Regions from separate parts of the Mus musculus genome. Here region 2 is linked to region 1. A link is a contact called in public Hi-C data. All regions are on one chromosome and are shown on one strand. Each heading gives the region's core, a stretch centred on a gene start, on an enhancer-like site or on the middle of the called end of the contact. The rest is flanking DNA. Distances are from core to core; before and after follow the strand shown. Region 1 holds the start of Txndc2 (thioredoxin domain containing 2 (spermatozoa)). Region 2 overlaps Rab31 (RAB31, member RAS oncogene family).

What was found. Hi-C and Micro-C count contacts between places; a contact is called where the count stands out from the background.
Region 2: a contact with region 1 is called in a Hi-C map of the HPC-7 cell line, with 2.0 times the contacts expected there. The contact joins the enhancer-like site here to the promoter of Txndc2 in region 1. A contact is called at or near these places in 2 of 39 promoter capture datasets (embryonic stem cells and macrophages), 1 of 15 datasets of contacts at CTCF or cohesin (the NIH/3T3 cell line), 5 of 484 Hi-C or Micro-C datasets (the HPC-7 cell line, Kupffer cells, LSK cells and 2 more), 3 of 115 datasets of contacts at active chromatin or transcription factors (the HPC-7 cell line, embryonic fibroblasts and embryonic stem cells) and 4 of 9 other capture datasets (adipose tissue, bone marrow-derived macrophages, liver and 1 more).

Annotation. Positions count from the first base shown.
Region 1 is chr17:65,640,728-65,643,899 of GRCm38.p6, forward strand. Txndc2 (thioredoxin domain containing 2 (spermatozoa)) reads right to left here and starts at 1,477. Exons shown (of 3, transcript NM_001146002.1): 1 at 1,250-1,477. The coding sequence starts at 1,254. Gm35477 (a long non-coding RNA gene) reads left to right here and starts at 1,583. Exons shown (of 5, transcript XR_003952220.1): 1 at 1,583-1,652; 2 at 1,737-2,266; 3 at 2,501-2,613; 4 at 2,725-2,817; 5 at 2,994-3,172.
Region 2 is chr17:65,680,050-65,683,221 of GRCm38.p6, forward strand. The region is part of intron 5 of Rab31 (RAB31, member RAS oncogene family); the gene reads right to left. Among named protein-coding and RNA genes, the nearest start is that of Gm35477, 39 kb to the left of the region's middle. Within about 2 kb of position 1,687, at least 62 of the 459 cell types and tissues checked have an H3K27ac peak or open chromatin away from gene starts, as enhancers often do. A contact at or near this core is called in the HPC-7 cell line and adipose tissue, where this site is marked.

The sequences.
Region 1 (3,172 bases), core at 227-2,726:
TAGTACTTTCTTACAACTTACTTAGGCTCCCTGGAGAACCTCCTTAGTCCCTCCTGAAGGACGATCCCCCGAAGACACTAGGTCACCTCTCAGCATTCCTATACTAGAAGCTTCCAACTCACAAACACTTGAGAACAAACTACAGTACTCACTGTAGCTTTCTCCTAAGCATTGCCTCTGAGAAGTATCACATGATAGCAAATATGTATCTCCTGCTGGACTGTCTTTTCCCTCCTCCATAAGCCCTCCTCATGTGTCACCATCCTCCTACCTTCTGCCTTGTGGCTAGTCCCAGTTGGATCAGCCATGTGTACCTCACTAGGCATAACTACAACCGAATTACCTTTCCACAGGCTGGGGTGAAGCTCAATCGTATAACTTGCCTAGCACTAGGTTCCATCTTTAGCAACACAAAGCGCATGCTTGCTCTTGTACATGTGCATGCACACGCACATACACATATGCACATGCGCATGGACACACACACACTCCTCCTGTAAGTGCAGACTACTCATGTGCAAGTAAGCATGCTCATGTGTGGGTACACACATATGCTCCTGGGCACGCATGTGTGCGCACACACACCTTTCAGAAAGAGTTCTGTTATCTTTTTCGAGGTCGCTTGCTTGCTTTCCGAATTTACTCTGCCTAGCCATCCAGTCCCAAGAATATATGTGAAAATTGAAGTTTTGCATTTAAGGCAAAGTTTTAAATTATTTTATGTTTATGGGTTTTTGTTTACAGGTCTGTCTGTAGGCACCACTTACATGCCCGGTGTCCAAAGAGGCCATAAAAGAGCATCAGATCCCCCAAAACTGGAGTTACGGACAGTTGCGAGCTGTCATGTGGGTGCTGGGAATCAAACCTGGGTTCTCCAGAAGAGCAGCCAGGTGCTCTTAACCATTGAGCCATCTCTCCAGCCCAAGGTCTGCATTCTTAACAGAGATGTATTTCTATGTTTCTTTTACCACACTATATACTAACAGTCAAAATGAAAGAGGTTGTCTAGACAGTGGCATGTCCATGTTGTCTATAGAAGCTTTGAGACATTGACTAGAAGCGACGTAATCATCTGGGCTTGGATAGCAAACATATTCTACTAAGGGAAAAAGGGATGCTGGTATCAGCCCATGCATTTCTTTCCTAATAGAATATACATTCTCTGTTCCTTCCTCCCCAGTCTTGATCATACCCACCCACTTCCCCTTTCCCTCCTCCTCATGTAATCTCAACACATTTCCCTCCTCACTCCATGTCCGTCTCTTTTCTGCAGCCCACTGAGTCCGATTAGCGCTGTCGGTTGGAACGCTGGCTGGTCTTGCTGGTTTGATCTTGTGTGGCGGCTGTGAGTCCGTGAGTGCCACAGCCAGGAGACAGCATCTCACAGCATTCCTTCCCCTATCACGTGCATCCTTCTTCTCCTCTCTTCTAGGATGGTCCCAGGAGCCTTGTAGAGGAGGGTTGATATAGGCGTTTCATTTAGGGCTGAGTGCTTCTCAACCCTTTCACAATTGTTGGTGTCATAGAAGGGATATTGTTACACGGGGCTTCATTCCTTGGATGTGGGCTTTACAAGGCAGCAAAGGATGATGACATTGTGATGTCAATGAGGCTTCCCAGATGAGAGGAAGGGACAATTTCTCTTCCACGCTGTGAGTGGGGAAGCCAGAGGGTAGGCACATATCCGGTCTCAAGCTAGAAGCATCAGTGTAGATGTTGGCTTCATGTGCCCACAGGAAACCTGAAAGCTGAAAGTCATGCTCTGATGTTCTCACTGAGGAGTCTCCAGGAAGATCCACATCCACAATGGATGCCATAGCCTATTCAGGATTTGTCCCAGCAGAGAAGTGAGTGCAGGCCCAAGACAGTGGGGTAGGGGACACAAGCCTGCAGGGGAAATGCTAAGGATCTGTCCGTCCTACGCATACCCGAGTGAGGCTGGGAACAATTAGACTAATGGACCATGGAGGCCTACAGATGGCAAAGCAGCCTGTCTGCTGGGAAAGGGGATATGGTCAGAGGCAAGAATCACTGTATTAGAAAGAGGACAGTGTCTTCTGGTACATCAAGGGATTGCTTGTGCTTCTCAGCCCAGGGCCAAACAAAGCCAGGCCACACTTCACAAGGGAAACCAGCAAGAGGTCAGAGAGCCTGGCACAGTGAATCCATAGAGCTCTGTGTACCCACCTGCGTGGGAGAGGGAGGAACCTGAAACACAAGGCTGTCGCTACAGCAAAGAGAGCCCTGGGTGCTGAAATTCTAACAGGTTCGTTTAATTTGTCATGCCTGCTTCTCTGAGCTCCTTCTTAATCCCATTGAGGAAAGGCTCAAGGGGAAGATTTAGATTCATTAAAAAAAAAAAAAAAGCGTTTGAAGCTGCACTAAATCCAACTGTCTTAGCGAGAGCGAGGAAATCGGCCTCTGCTGTGGCTGCTGCCTGGATCTTGGTCATGTGTTAGCTTGGCAGAGCTCTGCTGGTGTTTTCCTTTTCCTCTCGCAGCTGATGGATTTCAAGACACTCGAAACACTAATGGTGCTGAAGAATTTCCATTCCACTCGTGGTGTGTTTGCCTTCTGCACAGGCATGTCTCCCAGTCGCCCAGGAACCCTTCTGTGAGTCAGGGTGTGTCTTACTTAGGAAGCAAATAACCAGCTATTTTAAGCACAAGAAGGTTTAGGCAGTTATGAAATAGCCTGAAAGGATCTTATTTGGTCTCCAAACAGTGTGCAGTATGGCAGAACAGACCTACCCATGGGGCTGCCGCCGCCAAGACTCCAGGAAGACTGGGGGAGGAGGCTGCCACGACCACCACCAAGGTGGGCTTCAAGCACTTTCTGCCAGAGATGCAATCCCAGAGGGGGGGGCCTCTGGATTTCCTCTCAGATCAAATCCAGAGGTGAACACTGGCATTCGGCTCCTGTATTCCTTCCCTCTGGGCTTCTGGAAAGAAAGAGTAGAGCCAGATGTAAATGGTGCCCTCCTTCTCATGCAGGTTCATGGAAAATCTAAGCTGTACCTAGCACCCCAGCCGCGAGGGGCCATGACAGCAGCACTGAGCTACCTGCTAGAAGGAAGCTGGAGTTAGCACTTGGGAATTCACTCCTGCCTCTTCAGTAAGGGAGTGTTGTGGACTAGTCTCACCTACGACGAGCTGGCATAAATTGTGAGCTT
Region 2 (3,172 bases), core at 437-2,936, 40 kb after region 1:
GAGGGCATAAGGAGCACAAAGTGTGGCTCTCGTTAAAGTTAGGACAGCAGAGAAGCAGCTGGAGCTGGAGAAGAAGGCTGTGTGACGGGGGTGACTCAACAGCTCATGCTTTGTAGCCATGTCCTCCCTTAAGCACACACCAACGTTTTATAGACTCTTCTTTAAGAACACTCTAAAACTGAAGAAAGAGATTCCAGATGTGTTCTCTGGGCTGGCTGGGAGCTCCACGTCAGCTACTTCCTTCCTGTTTCAGGAACAGCATCAGTAGAGGCCGGACCATGGGTATCCTGAGCACAGAACGTACTCTACAGCAGCACAAGCTACCGTGTCTCATCCTTCCCCGTGAACAGTGCTGTCAGCTTTAAGGCTTGCCATGTGGCTGATTTCTTGGTAGTTTTTGGGTTTTTTTTTTTTTTTTTGGGTTGATTGGTTTGGTTTTGTGCTTTTAGCATTTAGAATACATTGGATTTTTGTTAGCTAGGATTTCAATTTCTGTTCATTGGTTTGCTTATAAAAAATATCTTGTGGTGTGTATATTATATATATATGTATATATATATATATATGTATATGTACATATATATATATTATATATATTTATTGATCCATTCACCCATTCACAACTAGGGTAGATGTTAAAGTTCCATGTAAGAAGTCAGGCATTTTAATTTTTAGCAAAATATTTGATGATAAATACAAATATATGTAAATAAAATTATTTTAGAAAAAAATGTTTACTTATTATACTTTAAAGAGAAGAGAGGGTAGTAAGAACCACCTATTCTGAGCATATTTTTAATCGTCTAGAAATGTCAACTTTATTAAAATATAAAATGGCTGGGCTTTGGGTGTTCTGCTGCCCTAGTTAGTGTGGCTCCTTGGGGAGTTCTAGGATACAGGAAGTTCCCTTTTGTAGCTCTTGACTGCACAGGAAGCTTTGGTCACTACAAGCCTACTCAGGGACCCAACACTCCTCTAGTAGTTGACCTCAAGGCTGGCAAACTGGTTTTCATTCTTGGCCTGGCAGCATCTGCAGTGGCACAGAGGAGAGGAGGAGGAGGAGGAGGAGGAAGAGGAGGAGGAGGAGGAGGCTGATGTTAGTGCAGGTCAGGAGAGGAACAGTGTCCTGGATGTTTCACCATGGCTGCTGCAGGTCTAAGAAACAGGATAGGAGCTATGCTGACTCAGCATCAAAGGCTTAGCCTCTCAGTGCACTCTCCAGACACCGTCCATCTTCCCCTCCCCACAGGGCACCATATTCAAGTTGATGTTCTTTCTTTCTTTTTTTTTTCTTTTGTTTTGTTTTGTTTTGTTTTTGTTTTTGTTTTTTTGTTTTGTTTTTTTTTTTTTTTTTGAGACAGGGTTTCTCTGTATAGCCCTGGCTGTCCTGGAACTCACTTTGTAGACCAGGCTGGCCTCAAACTCAGAAATCTACCTGCTTCTGCCTCCCAAGTGCTGGGATTAAAGGCGTGTGCCACCACACCCGGCTTGATGTTCTTTCCTCAAGATCAAGACCCCTCTCCCAGGACACAAGTCAAGCTCGTCCCCATCTCTGGCACCTGTTTGCTATCCTCTGACAGGAGTCACCCATCAGAATCCTTCTGAGACACACCCTGACACAGCCCTGTCTACGACACGTTACTCTGGCTTTTCTTCTGTCTGCTCTGGACTATGCCCTTGTACTGCTGGTACTGCTGTGAGGGAAAGGATGAGTCAGGAGTACAAGCAGTCTTGTATTGCTTTTAAGTTACTTCTCTACCTCCTCTCGGCTCCCCAAACACACACACACACACACACACACACACACACACACACACACACAGAGCCCTTCTTACAGTTCCCACAGTACTTTGCAACACAGAAAATCATCATCTCTTTGTAACAAACAAACCTATTTGTAACTGGATGGCTGAGAACTGACCAGGCCAGTTTCTTTCTTCCTACCAAGATGCTTAATCCTCACACTGCTGTCCTTTGGTGAACACCCTCCACTCCGTTCACAGATTCCTGACCCACTGTAGCCACCCCAAGGGTCTCTCTCACTGTTCCCCTCAGAGGCCAGCACGCTACTGTGAAGCTTAAAGACCTTCATGCCACAGAAGAGGCAGCATGCCTGTCACCGTCCCTAGAGCTCTGCTGTTCCCATGGATGGGGAGATGAGAGAAATCCTGGGCAGGGAGGTGAGTGACAGCAAGGTCCCCCTCAAGCTTGTTACTCAGCACCTAAGAAGGGCCCCTTTGTTCTCCTAGTTCTTGTTCTCCACATCACTATTGTGTAATGTCACACTGATAAACCTTGAAAGATAAAATAAACCTGGTCTAATGGCCTTGTACATATGAAATCAGAGGGTGGGAGAAGCAACTAGGTTCCGGGACCTGGGCCAGGTCTCTTCAGGGTCATGGTGGGAGTAAGGGCAGGGGAGTGATGCCCACAGAATGCCTGTGAGCTCCCAGGCCCATCTTCCCACAGCCAGACTGCGTGCTTCGGGCTGAGAGAGGCTACCTATTCTTCTAGCTTGGTCATCAGTGTCAGCAGAGGGAAAGCTTTTAAAATGAGTTTATCCTTTGGCAATTTCACACATGTAGAGAAAGAATTCTGATCATCCCCCATGGCTTCCACCCTCTTTTCCCTTCCCACGCCCCTCACAGCCACCCCCTTCCTCTTAGCAAGTCTTCCAGTCTCCGAGCTACTTTAATGTCATTTTGCTTTTCTCTGTGGCTCACTGGGTTTCAATGGGCTCACCTGTATGGGGATAGGTGTGAGGCTATCCACTAGATCCCGAACGACCTCTCTAGTGGCTACATCACTTAAGACATCGCTTCCATTCCTCTACCACCCCTCCACTGTTTTGGTGCAGGGACCCATGCATCCTTCCCCGACTTAGTTTAGTAGCCACTATGAGTACAAGTGCCACCACTACACCATGCCTGTAACCCAGATGTCTCACTGGGGCTCTGCTGCTCTTCCCACCCCTTGGTACAGGGAGGTTTTTGTTTACAGATCTTCCAGGCGAGTTAGGGATATCTCTCGGTAAGATCAGGAGCTAGGCTGGATCTCCTGAATTGCCTGGGCCTTTCACCCTGATGAACACACAGGCTGAGCACCCCTAGGCCAAACACCCCAAAAGCCCAGAAGTCAGAAGTTTTTTTGGACACAAATGTGATAAAGTAGA